Linked DNA regions of Mus musculus: region 1 is linked to region 2. Evidence: chromatin contacts called from public promoter capture Hi-C data. All regions are on one chromosome and are shown on one strand. The core of a region is the stretch at or near the end of the contact, and the rest is flanking DNA. Distances in the headings are between cores, read along the strand shown.

The links. Promoter capture Hi-C pulls out the DNA fragments that hold promoters and counts their contacts.
Region 1: a promoter capture Hi-C map of liver shows a contact between it and region 2, with 1.9 times the contacts expected there. The contact joins two enhancer-like sites. A contact is called at or near these places in 1 of 39 promoter capture datasets (liver), 1 of 115 datasets of contacts at active chromatin or transcription factors (bone marrow-derived macrophages) and 2 of 9 other capture datasets (adipose tissue and pancreatic islet).

What each region holds. Positions count from the first base shown.
Region 1 is chr9:121,720,682-121,727,105 of GRCm38.p6, forward strand. All of the region lies in intron 2 of Nktr (natural killer tumor recognition sequence), which reads left to right. Among named protein-coding and RNA genes, the nearest start is that of Nktr, 4.7 kb to the left of the region's middle. Within about 2 kb of position 4,865, at least 5 of the 459 cell types and tissues checked have an H3K27ac peak or open chromatin away from gene starts, as enhancers often do. A contact at or near this core is called in liver, where this site is marked.
Region 2 is chr9:121,565,221-121,571,090 of GRCm38.p6, forward strand. No RefSeq gene overlaps it. Among named protein-coding and RNA genes, the nearest start is that of Lyzl4, 19 kb to the right of the region's middle. Within about 2 kb of position 1,376, at least 8 of the 459 cell types and tissues checked have an H3K27ac peak or open chromatin away from gene starts, as enhancers often do. A contact at or near this core is called in liver, where this site is marked.

The DNA.
Region 1 (6,424 bases), core at 3,615-6,114, 160 kb after region 2:
CTTGAAAAGAATGTACTTAACATGGCTATACATCTTCGTTTAATGTCTTTTTTTTTTCAGGCGTCTTCTATTTTTAACCTTTTAAATTTTGTTTTGTTTTTGTATTTCAAGACAGGGTTTTTCTGTGTAGACCAGGCTGTCGTAGAACTCAAAGAGAACCGAGTGCTGGGATAAAAGGTGTCCACCACTATTGCCCCACTTATTTTTAAGAATCAGCCAGAAGCAGTGGGAGAGTGCTTGTCTGGGAAGAGTGCTTGCCTGTTGTATTGTTGGCTCCAAGTTCAATTTCCAGCGTCACAAATAAAAGTATCTGATTTAGATTTACTTTGATAAGCAGAGGTGATGCAGAAATCAAGATGTACTGTTAAGGATTAAGTATGTACTTTCAGTTACCATGAGTACAAATACAAAACAGATTTTCTTTTGAATTATAAAACTGTTGGATGACTGCAAATGCAGATTTAAAAGGGGGACAACCTTTACATTGTATAACAGGTTTCCTGTATGAATCCAGTAAATTGTTCCTATTGGAAGTCATTCTGTTGTTATCCTGTAATATTTGGTGGTTATTAAGGTTCTTAACATAGGCTCTAATTTCTTTGATTAATACAGGATTATTCATTCACATGTATGTTATTTAATTGATTTATTATTGGTGGTTTGTGGCTTTTAAGAAGCTGATGTATTTATTTATCTAACTTGTCAGGTTTATGTGCTAGGATTGTTTTCCTAGTATGTAGTGATAGCTGATCTTTCACCCCTGATGGAAAATATGTTGTTTATCGCTCTAATGGTAGCATGAACTTGGGAGAGCAGGGCCTAAAAATAGAGTGGGCCAAGACTCCTGCATTTATTTATTTATTTATTTATTTCGAGACAGGGTTTCTCTGTGTAGCCCTGGCTGTCCTGGAACTCACTCTGTAGACCAGGCTGGCCTCGAACTCAGAAATCCACTTACCTCTGCCTCCCAAGTGCTGGGATTAAAGGCGTGCGCCACCACCCCCGGCTGTTGACTCCTGATTTATTCAACACATCAGACAATTTAAACTCCCAAGGATTAAGAAGAGTCACCTGCTTAAAGTCACAATGACAAGCAGAACATGGCAAAAACATTTTTTTCAGAGAGGCATATAGACAACAGCCAGTTGTAATGAATGAGCTAAAGTAAACTGTCCGACTGCCACAGCTGGGAGGGCCAGGAAAGCACATTCCAGGAACAAGTCCATGCTTTTGAAGAAACTGAGGTCACAGGACTCTTGTTTTCTTGGATTTTTCTCACAAGCATTCATAATTCCCTCTGTTCTTTCACTATTTGGACAATGTGTGCCTGTTGTCTTTTATTCCTCTTAATCTACCATTAATCTATCATTTTTTTAAGAACCAGATTTTAGTGTCTTAGACTGTTATTGTCCTCTTTTCAGCTTTATCAATTTCAGGGATTTTTGTTTGTTTGTTTGTCTGTTTGTTAGTTTTTATCATTTCCTTCTAATGTTTGATTTGGTTTTATTTTTTTATTATAATTTCTTTTTTAAATGTTATGTGCATTAGTGTTTTGCCTGAATGTATGTGTGAAAGAGTTGAGTCTTCTAGGACTGAAATTAGAGATAGTTGAGAGCCACCATGTTACTGCTGGGAATTGAACTCAGGTCCTCTGGAAGAGCAGCCAGTGTTCTTTTTTTTTTTTTTTTGGTTTTTCGAGACAGGGTTTCTCTGTGTAGCCCTGGCTGTCCTGGAACTCACTTAGTAGACCAGGCTGGCCTCGAACTCAGAAATCCACCTGCCTCTGCCTCCCGAGTGCTGGGATTAAAGGCGTGCGCCACCACGCCCAGCACAGCCAGTGTTCTTAACCACTGAGAAATATCTCCAGTTCCATGATTCCTTTTCTAATATAAAGGATTAATTATATGTTTACATGGGAAGTTTAAATGTATCCTATAAATTTTGATACTCATTTTCTTCAAGTTCAAAATATCTAACTTTTCTCAAGATTGTCTTTAACTCATGAATTTACAAATATTTTTATTTCTAAGTACAGATTAAACATTTTTTATCCAGAATGCTCAAAATGAAAAAGAATTCAGAGATCACATTTTATTTTAAATTTTGGAAACCTTTGCATATATTAAATAAAGATGTTTTGGAGAATATGCATATGACATGAGGGTAATTTTTGTATTGGTAACCACCAATGCAAAAATTCTGTGGGAGGGGGTGGTGGTGGGGGGTGTTGTGACTGCTACTGTATCAGGTAGAAATTTTTCACTTGTGGTATCATGTGAAAATGAAAGAACTGGACTCTTTTGAATAGGATACTTAACTTTTTATTCCACTCCTATCCTTTTTTTCTTTTTTGAGATAGGGTCTTTCTATGAAGTTCTGGCTGTCCAGGAACTCAATATGTAGACTAGGCTGGCCTTGAATTCACAGAGATCCTCTGCCTTTTGAGTGCCGAAAGCAAATTTTAAAATAAGGTACTTTAAGATCACAAATGACTTTTTTTTTTTTTTTTTTTGGACCACCTCTGTCCTTTAGGTTTAACTACTTTAGACATTATTTCTGTGTTTGGAATTGCCTTTTCATTTTGTTGTGAGATCAGGTCTCGCTGTTTCTCAGGCTAGCCTTAAATTTCTTAAGGCCAATGTGTTGTTCTCTTAATATACATCTTTTTTTTTCCTGATGTATGTCCAAGGGCATTACATCATGACTCTTTACTTTGAAGTACTTTAGTGTGCATGTCTAAGTCTGGGACTATTCTGCCAGGTGTGTGTCCTACAACCCTAATAGCTGAGAGGACGAGGACCAGAGCTCAGAGCAATTGTTCCTACTCTGGCCTTGTGCATACTGGTTTAGCATTCTACCAGCTACAATCCTAGCCCCAAGATGATTTTTTTAACGAGTTTTTTTGCTTTAGGTTTTTTTTTTTTGTTTTTTGTGGACCCAAGAGAAGTATCATAAATCCTTGGCAGTTTATCAGGATGGATAAAAATGGGGATATGATTAAAAGGGATGTTCTACTTTTCTATTTAAGATTCACAAAATACTAATTAAAATCTGTCTGTAGAAAACAGTGGAAGTATTTTAAATTTTTATTAAGAAATTAAGGGGTAATTATGTCAGGCATGTGTGTGTGTTGCTTGTGACCTTCGTCATGACATCGGTCTTTCTGTGGCTCTAGAGACAGTAGTGTGGTAGTTTGTTCACCTTCGTATCTACTCTAAGCGTTAGACTCACTCAGGGTAGATGTGTCGGACCAGATTTGTACTAGGAGAACAGAAATGTCCCTCGCATCTCAGCCTTATTACTAGACATATATGATCTCCACTCTTTAACTGCTCGTGAATTAAATATGAAGTAGAAACTGTGTTGAAGAGAGTTACTAAGTAATATAACTTTGAGAATAGAGTATGGTTTTGTATCATGAATTTAGTGGGATGTATTAATAACAGCACAATTAGGCAGACTTGTTATAACATAGTCAGCCAGGGAAACCAATGGGGGAGTAAACATCCCATGTTTACTGTCCTAGCAGTTATTGAAGAAGGATTTTCTATTACGTTTACTTATTTAATGTGTATGAGTACATGCATGTGGAGATCAGAAGAAAAAATAAGTAGGGGAGTGGGTTCTCCTTTGACAGTGTGGAACCTGGAGATCAAACTCAGACTATCAGGTTTGGCAGCAAGCACTTTGACTTGCTGAGACATCTCAACAGCCCCTCTTTTAGTTTCTTAAGAAGTTAGCCTGGAAGCCGGGCATGGTGGCGCACACCTTTAATCCCAGCACTCGGGAGGCAGAGGCAGGCGGATTTCTGAGTTCGAGGCCAGCCTGGTCTACAAAGTGAGTTCCAGGACAGCCAGGGCTATACAGAGAAACCTTGTCTCAAAAAACCAAAAAAATAAAAATTAAAAAAAAAAAAAAGAAGAAGAAGAAGTTAGCCTGGACTAGAAGATTGTAGGTTTAAGGTTTTCCTGAACTACAAATTGAGTTCATGGCCAGTCTGAGCAACTTAATGGAGACCACATCTCAAAAAGTATAGAGGGCAGGAGCTAATTGGCTAGTCTTAAAGGCTAATGAAGAACTTTTTATTGTTTTTGTATTTTGTGTGTTTGTTTATAGAAAAGCATATGATTGTGACCTTGAAGCCCACCTCAGCCATTTCAGGAGTTTATAAAGATTGATGCCGATATTTTTATTGCACTGGTATTTCCATGTTTCCGATGTTATAGGTATTCTTGAAATATTCTGACATGTATTTATGCACATTGGTCATTTATTACCTAAAAGTTTTTCTTTTTTGTTTTCTTTCTCCATCCTTTTCTTCAAAAAACAGCTACAGCTTTGAATTTGTTTTAGAAATTGATTTAGTTGGAGATTAGACTTAGAGTGTTGACATAAGGAAGTTTCCTTCCATGATGGGCAGTAATGATCCCACTCTTATTCATGATAGTTATCTGTAGTGCAGCCAAGAAGACAGTAGGATAGCTAGAAATATATTAAAACTTTAAGCCGGGCATGGTGGCGCACGCCTTTAATCCCAGCACTTGGGAGGCAGAGGCAGGTGGATTTCTGAGTTCGAGGCCAGCCTGGTCTACAAAGTGAGCTCCAGGGCTGTACAGAGAAACCCTGTCTCGAAAAAACAACAACAACAACAAAAACAAAAACAAAACTTTAGTGATAACAGTAGAACTTGGTTTGTGTTTGTTCTAAACGTGGCTCATGCTTGGTCTACAATAATTTTGATTTATCCCCTCCAACCCCCTTCTCTCTTTGGTTTTGGTTTTTCAAGCAGGGTTTCTCTGTGTGACAGCCTTGACTGTCCTGGTCTTACTGTGTAAACAGGCTGGAGTTGAACACATTGAGATCAGTCTGTCTCTGCTGGGATTAAAGATTAAAGGCATGAGCCTCCATGCCAGGCGCTTATTCTGACTCTTTAAGGAAAATGTCTAAAAGGGAAAGGGTTTTGTAGACTGAAGGAGGAAATGGAGTTAGGAGAGAATTGGAAACTGAAACTTCATTTCTTCGGGGCAGGTGAAATGGCTCAGTGGGAGAAGGTACTTGTTGCTGAGCTGACCCTCTGAATGTGATCCCTGGTACCACATAGTGGGAGGGGAAAACTCATTCTGGCAAGTTGTCTTCTGAATTCAACACATATTCTGTAGTACATGGGGAGCCACCTACCCCAAGGAAAAGGAAATGTAATAAACCTAAATAATTCTTGAAGCAGGTTTATACAGTCAGAACTGTTTTTATAATACTAAAATAGGATTTGCTCTCACAGGGAAATCTCACTTCACTGACCTGAGCACTAATGGAATGGGTGCTTGAGTATTGTGTCATAAAAAAATGTCTTAAGTTTCGATTTATATATGCAATTAACAAGTGTAACCCATAAACAACAGCTTAGTAACTTTTAACAGTTCGAAAGAATCTTGAAACCAGAATTTGAGAACTGTTTTCCAGTGTGTAGTGAGATCAGTTGCAGACTTGTTCCTTCTCATTGCTGTTTATTGTAAGTGGCATCGATTCTTCAGAGCAAATTGTTATCCCCTAGATTTCAGGGAGTAGAACATGAGCATTGAGTTTAGGTGATTGGCTTCAAGTTATCTCAGGAAAGAAAGCACCAAAGAGTATGGGAAAGCTTTCCTTCTAACTACTGATCAGAAAAGACTCTCAAGAGGGTTGTGCTCATTCGTCCCTGACAGGGCCTAACAGGCCACACACTATTAAGAATACTTGGGGGCTGGAGAGACGGTTCAGCGGTTAAGAGTCCCTTACTGCTCTTCCAAAGGTTATGAATTCAATTCCCAGCAACCACATGGTAGCTCACAACCATCTGTAGTGGGCTCTGATGCCCTCTTCTGGTGTGTCTGAAGACAGTGACAGTGTACTCCTATAAATGAAATATATAAATCTTTATTAAAAAAAGAATGCTTGGAGTTGGGAATGTGTATAGAGTACTTGCTGTGCATACCTGTGAGGTACTAAGTTTGATCTTTAGCCTAGCAAAACCAAACATTTTTTAAAAGGTCATTAGTATTAAAGGGATCTAATGTATAAGAAGACCCTGTTTTGTGGCACACGCCTTTTATCCCAGCACTCAGGAGGCAGAGGCAGGCGGATTTCTGAGTTTGAGGCCAGCCTGGTCTACAGAGTGAGTTCCAGGATAGCCAGGGCTACACAGAGAAACCCTGTCTAAAAAAAAACAAAACCAAAACCCTGTTTTAAAAGAACACTTCAGGGCTGGAGAGATGGCTCAGAGGTTAAGATCACCAGCTGCTCTTCCAGAGGTCCTGAGTTCAATTCCCAGCAACCACATGGTGGCTCACAACCATCTTGGGATCTGATGCCCTCTTCTGGTGTGTCTGAAGACACTGACAGTATACTCACAGAGATAAAAAGAAAAATTTAAAAAAACAACAACAAC
Region 2 (5,870 bases), core at 126-2,625:
AGGTACACAATAACAAATTAGAAAGCCAAGAAAAAAAAATGGATAAATCCCTAGAAGTGTGTTCTCAGCCAAGACAGATCAAAGAAATGGAAAGTCTGAATGGACTGACAAAAAGCAAGGAGAGAGAGAGAGAGAGAGAGAGAGAGAGAGAGAGAGAGAGAGAGAGAGAGAGAAGGGAAAGGCCCAGAACTCAGTGCTTGTGTTGCTGGGTCTGATCAAATACATTTTCCAAAGTCTTAAAATTCCCCTGCAAAAGAATCTGAAAATATCTGTTATCAGGGAAATGGCTTTGATATCAAAGCCAGGGAAGGATGCTATAAAAACATAAAACAAAATTGTAGGATGATAACCCTGATTGACCCAGATGCAAAAATCAACAACTAAATCCCAGCAAGGCAAACCCAGCAGCACTGTACAGTAAACAGACCTTTTCCCTGATCAAGTGTTTCTCATCCCACGACCAAGAGTTTAAGAGGTAAAATTAGTGTTAACCAAAGGGCCAAGACCACAGGGGAATCTAGCAGAGACTAAAGGTATTCAGCAAAGTCCCGCATAAATTAATGGCTCCGAGATTAAGATCACTGTCCGCTCCCGAACACTTAGGCTTGACTCCCAGCACCCATATGGCATCTCACAATAGTCTGTAACTCTAGTTCCAGGAGATCTGACGCCCTCTTCTGGCTTCCTCAAGCACTACATGCATGCAACCAAAACACCCTAACATGTAAAATAAAATAAAAATAATTTAAAGAAAATCTCTGAAATGTCCTTCACCCCATAAAGGCTCCAGGTAACAAGCCCATGGCTGATATCCCAGTGGAGCTGAAAAGATAAACTCTTTCCTTTTAAATGAGGTGAATTATCTGAAAAGAAATCAAGAAAAAAAATCCCATTCAAAGAATGAGCACACAACCCCTGCCATGTGAATTCTCTCTCCCCTTTCTCTTGTCCCTGTCTCTCTCAGGTGGGCGAGCACACACACTCTGCTACATGAATTCTCCCCTCCTCTCTCTCCCCTCACTTGTCCCTGTCTCTCTCTTGGGTGTACTGTGGTAGGTGAGCACACACACTCTGCCATATAAAGACACAGAAAGCCAGGAAGCTTCCACAGACACCAGTGTCCTGGTGTCCATCTCCAGAACTGTGAGAAATAGCATTTGTTGCTTGAGTGGGACCGATCGGGTGCAACCCCTGGATAGGCCATGTTACTTGTCTTGGTCCTTCTGTCATGTAAACTGCTTCTTCTCCTCAGCTTTGTATCTGGCCATGTTGTTGACTCCGGGCAGTGGGCTGTCAGTGGGTGCAGCATGAACAGTGGCTTGAATACGTGTGTATGTGATTGGCTGGCCTTCTTGCCTCTGCCGTGGAATGAACTTTGCTCCTTGGAGCAGAGTCAAACCCAATTTCCAGCTAAACACAGGTCGGATCCAGTGACCTACAGACTTGAGAGATAAAAACAAATGCCTGCCGTTGTGTAACAACATTGAAAGGGACACTGAAAAGCCACTGGGGAACTCAAGGCCATTGGTGGGTTCTTTTGGGAACAGTGAGGTTTGCCACAGGGCTGTCTGGCATTGTTGATGTCTTCTACAGCTGATTGTATGACCCTGCGTCCCCTATCTGGAGTCATCCAGATAGGGGACGCAGGGAGCTAGCTTGGGAGGAAGGCTCAGAAGGTGGCTCACTCTTCTGATTCACACAGTGTCCGTTGACCCCATTCATTTTATACACGTCCATCCTGAGTACATCCCCAAATCCGTCTCTGCCAGATTTCAATCTAATATTAATCCATGTAAAGAAAACTTTCCCTTCAAAGGGATTAACTAAAACCAGCATATTATTTCAGAATTTCACTTAGAAATAATGAAGGGATGAACCAGGCCATTTTCCTTGCTGGCGCCGTTAAGCGCTCAAAGCCAATGACTCCAGAAGAAAACAAAATTCAACACTAAAATGGCAGCACATCTGGAAGGGGCAAGAATTTACTGCTGAGACAAATTGGAATGTTCTAGAAGGGAATCCGACACTGCCCAAAGTTACCTAAAATTGAAAGCATTTAAAAGGATGGCTCTGGATCTCTGACTCCTTTGCAGGGTCCTTGCTACTGTGTGGAGAGCGTGGGGGAACGTTCTGCAGGAGTCTGCTCCGCCCAGGACCTTTGACCTCTGCGGAGACTCAGAGGCTCAGCCCAGTTCTTGCTTTACCCTGGAGCCCACATGGACTTGAGCATCCTCAACCAAAGCACATAAAGCTGAAATTGGGTCTTTCTGTGAAGAGAGAAAGTGCCCGTGAGACTACCATGTTGCTTTCTAACAAGCACTTTAGACTGTCCAAATGCAGCAAAGCAGACTGTGACCGTTAGGGTCTACAGGGGAAAAGAAATACCAATATAGATCTAAATAAAAACAACAAGAGAGACGAAAGCATTCAGACCCAGCTCCATCTGAGTCATATACATGTCTCATCTCCCTCAGAATCATAAAGCATTGAATGATGCCCAGTGCTGAGGCCCCCAGATTCTAATTGAGAGCGGTAGCTAGTATTCATGGCTGGCTTCTCCAGCTGTGTCAGATCCTGATGTCTCTCTTCCCCTGTTCAACAGTTTTAGAAAGAGATTCCATAATCTGCTGTTAATATATGTTATCCGAGCAGTGTGGGGATCGTGTGTGTGCCCTTGCCTGTGCCTGTGCTGTTACAGATGAGTTGTCTTGGTTCAGGTGGAGATGGCTGTCCGCAGACCGTCATTTATCAGGCTTGCAGTTGGCTCAAGATCACATGTTATACTCATATCAACATCAATATCATTGTTGTTACTATTGAGGGGTTTGAATAGGAATGGCCCCGGTAGACTCATGAATTTGAATGCTTGGCCCAAGGGGAGTGGCACTGTTAGGAGCTGTGGCCTTGTTGGAGGAGGTATGTCACTGTGGGGACAGGCTTTGAGGTCCCTTATGCTCAAGCTGCACTCAGTGTGGAAGACAGTCCTCTTCTGCTGCCTGTGGATCAAGATGTAGAACTCTCGACTCCTTCTTCAGTACCATGTCTGCCTGCATGCTGCCATGCTTCCCGCCATAATGATAATGGACTAAACCTCTGAAACTGTAAGCCAGCCCTAGTTAAATGTTTTTCTTTTTAAGAGTTGCTGTGGTCCTGGTGTCTCTTCAGAACAATAAGAACATTAAGACACTACCTACAATTTAAAACATTTAAAAAATATTATGAGTGTTCTGCCTGCATTGATATCTATGCACCACTTGCATGCAGAGGAGAAGAATTTTAATCCAGCAACATGGCTGGTCTGGCAACAAAACAGTTAACAAGTATGCTGATCCCTTCCGTGGAAACAGCTCAGAGACTGGATAAGACATGAATGTCTCTGCCCTAGGCAATAAATCTTTTTTGGCTACTTAATCCTCATGAGCTTGCCTCATTTCTTATGGCAAGGTTGGAGGTTTACAGTTTGGTTATGCAATCCAAATGGACTCATAAAAATTGACAAATGCCTTTCATCTGCTCAAGCACAGAGCAGGGATTCATTATTAGCTGATGTGTGCATACTGTACATTCCATACATATGCTATATTAATGCAGAAATGCACCTACAATATTACTTTTAAAAGTTTGTGCATTTTTAGAGCAAAAGGACCAGACTGACCAGTGAAGACAAAGCAAGCAGCTGAGGTGATCCAGCCTCACAGACTGCCTCCGCTGCTGTTTCCTCAAAAACTGCATCCAGGACCACTTCAAAGCAGCCTGCTTCAGCCAGGACTTCAGTTAAGCCCTTCACTGTCCTAGCCCACACAGCCTGGACTGCAAGTTAACCACCAGCTCTCCCAGGACTTGCCCATACCCAACTTTCCTAGGGTCTCCCAAAGACGCCTTTGACCCCAACAGCGGGAAGCAATCTTCAGAACACAATGCACTCATTCCCAGAGGGTGGTTTGGGTCCTTTGGTGGGCTACGGATATTTATTGTTTGCAGAGAGCTGGTTGCAAGTTGTTATTAGTCATGGTCAGGGGGGAAAGAAAATAAAGGAGGTTAATTTAAGGATCTCTCTCTCTCTCTTTCCCCCTCTTACTGTCTCTCCTATCTAATGTTAGGTAGAGAAAGAGGAAGAGGGGGTGTAAGAACAAAAATGGTGGATACTTGGTAGGAAAAGAAAGATGGATTATTGTACCTTCTTTTAGACTAGAAAAAAAACAAGTCTCAAATATTTTAGATTGCCATAGATTTTTTGTATGTTGATAGAAATGTAAGGTTATATTTGCTATAATTATATACTGTATATAGGATCCAACTCTTGTTTAAGGTACTGTATACATATAACTCACTAAAAAATATAATGTAAAGTTCTAGTCTTATGAAAGTTAATATTATAAATTGTTTAGGGCAATTAAGAAATGCAAGTTAATAGTCACCTATTATATATAATTTGTAGTCATGTTGGGTGCTGATTTAGTTTAATTGCAGAATTAAGCTTTATTTGGCCTCCTGTATATGTCTTCAAAGTTAAGCAGAAAGTAAGTAGCGAGAAACAAGCAACATCTGTCTATTTAGATGCTTTAGATAGATAGGTGGTCCTCGAACACTTCAGAGACCTGTAGATTGCGCATCAGGATGGCAGATTTGAAAACCTTGATGCTGAAGTGGACATTTGCTAAAGGATGGATGGTTAGGACTGCAGTTAAGAAGGATCATTGTACCAACGGATCTTCATGAGGACAAAGACTGTTACATTTGTGGGACTGATAATGTTTCTGTTGTAACAGTTAAACTGTGTATAATTTTTAGCTTAAACAGAAAGGGGGAAGATGGAGAAGAATTTTAATCCAGAAACATGGCTGCTCTAGCAAGGGATCACATCCAAATATATGATCTGGCTGGATCAGACATGCCCTTAGTATATACCTTTCATTTCTAACAGTGGAGATAAGGTTAGTTTGTAGAAGGAAGCAGCCATGTTTGAAAATAACATCTAATTGAGGGACAGACAAAGTGATGAGTCAGAGAAAGATTTGACAGGATGAGTCAGAGGTAGGATACACCCACTCTCATGAGGACAGCACAGGAAAGAGAAGCTACTTAAGAGCAGTGCAGGGAGAGAGAAAAGGGTATAATGTGGTGTGTGTGTGTGTGTGTGTGTGTGTGTGTGTGTGTGTTGTGGTGGGTGGTGTGGTGTGTGTGTGGTACATGGTGTATGTGGGTGTGTATGTGTGTGGTGTGGTGCATGGTGTATGTGGTATATGTATGGTGTGTGGTGTGTATATGTGGTATGGTGTGATGTGTGTGTTGTGTGTGTGTGTGTGGTGTTGTGTGGTATGTGTGTTTTGTGTGTGGTCTGTGTATGGTATGTGGTATGCATGTGTCTGGGTAGGTGGTGGGTGGTGAGTGGTGTGTGATGGGTGGTGGGTGTATGGTATGTGGTGGGTTTGGTATGTGGTATGTGTGTATCTGTGGGTGGGTGTGGCATGGTGGGTGATGTATGTATGTGATATGTGGTATATGTGTGTTGTGTTATGTGGTGGGTGTGTGATGTATAGTGTGTGTGTGTGTGTGTGTGTGTGTGTGTGTGTGTGTGTGTGGTGTATGTGTGCATGGCAGTTTTGCCGGGACAGTTTTACAGAGACAAGTTTCAGAGAGAACAAGCTAGACACAGGTGAAGACAAAACAAGTCAGAGAATGAAAAGGAGCCAGAAGATTAGAACATATTGCCAAAGTTAGTATGAGGCTGTGATGGTTTGTATATTCTTGGACCAGTGAATGGCACCATCTGGAGGTGTGGCCTTGCTGGAATAGGTGTGTCATTGTGGGTGTGGGCTTAAGACTCTCACCTCAGTTGCCTGGAAGTCAGTCTTCCACTAGCAGCCTTT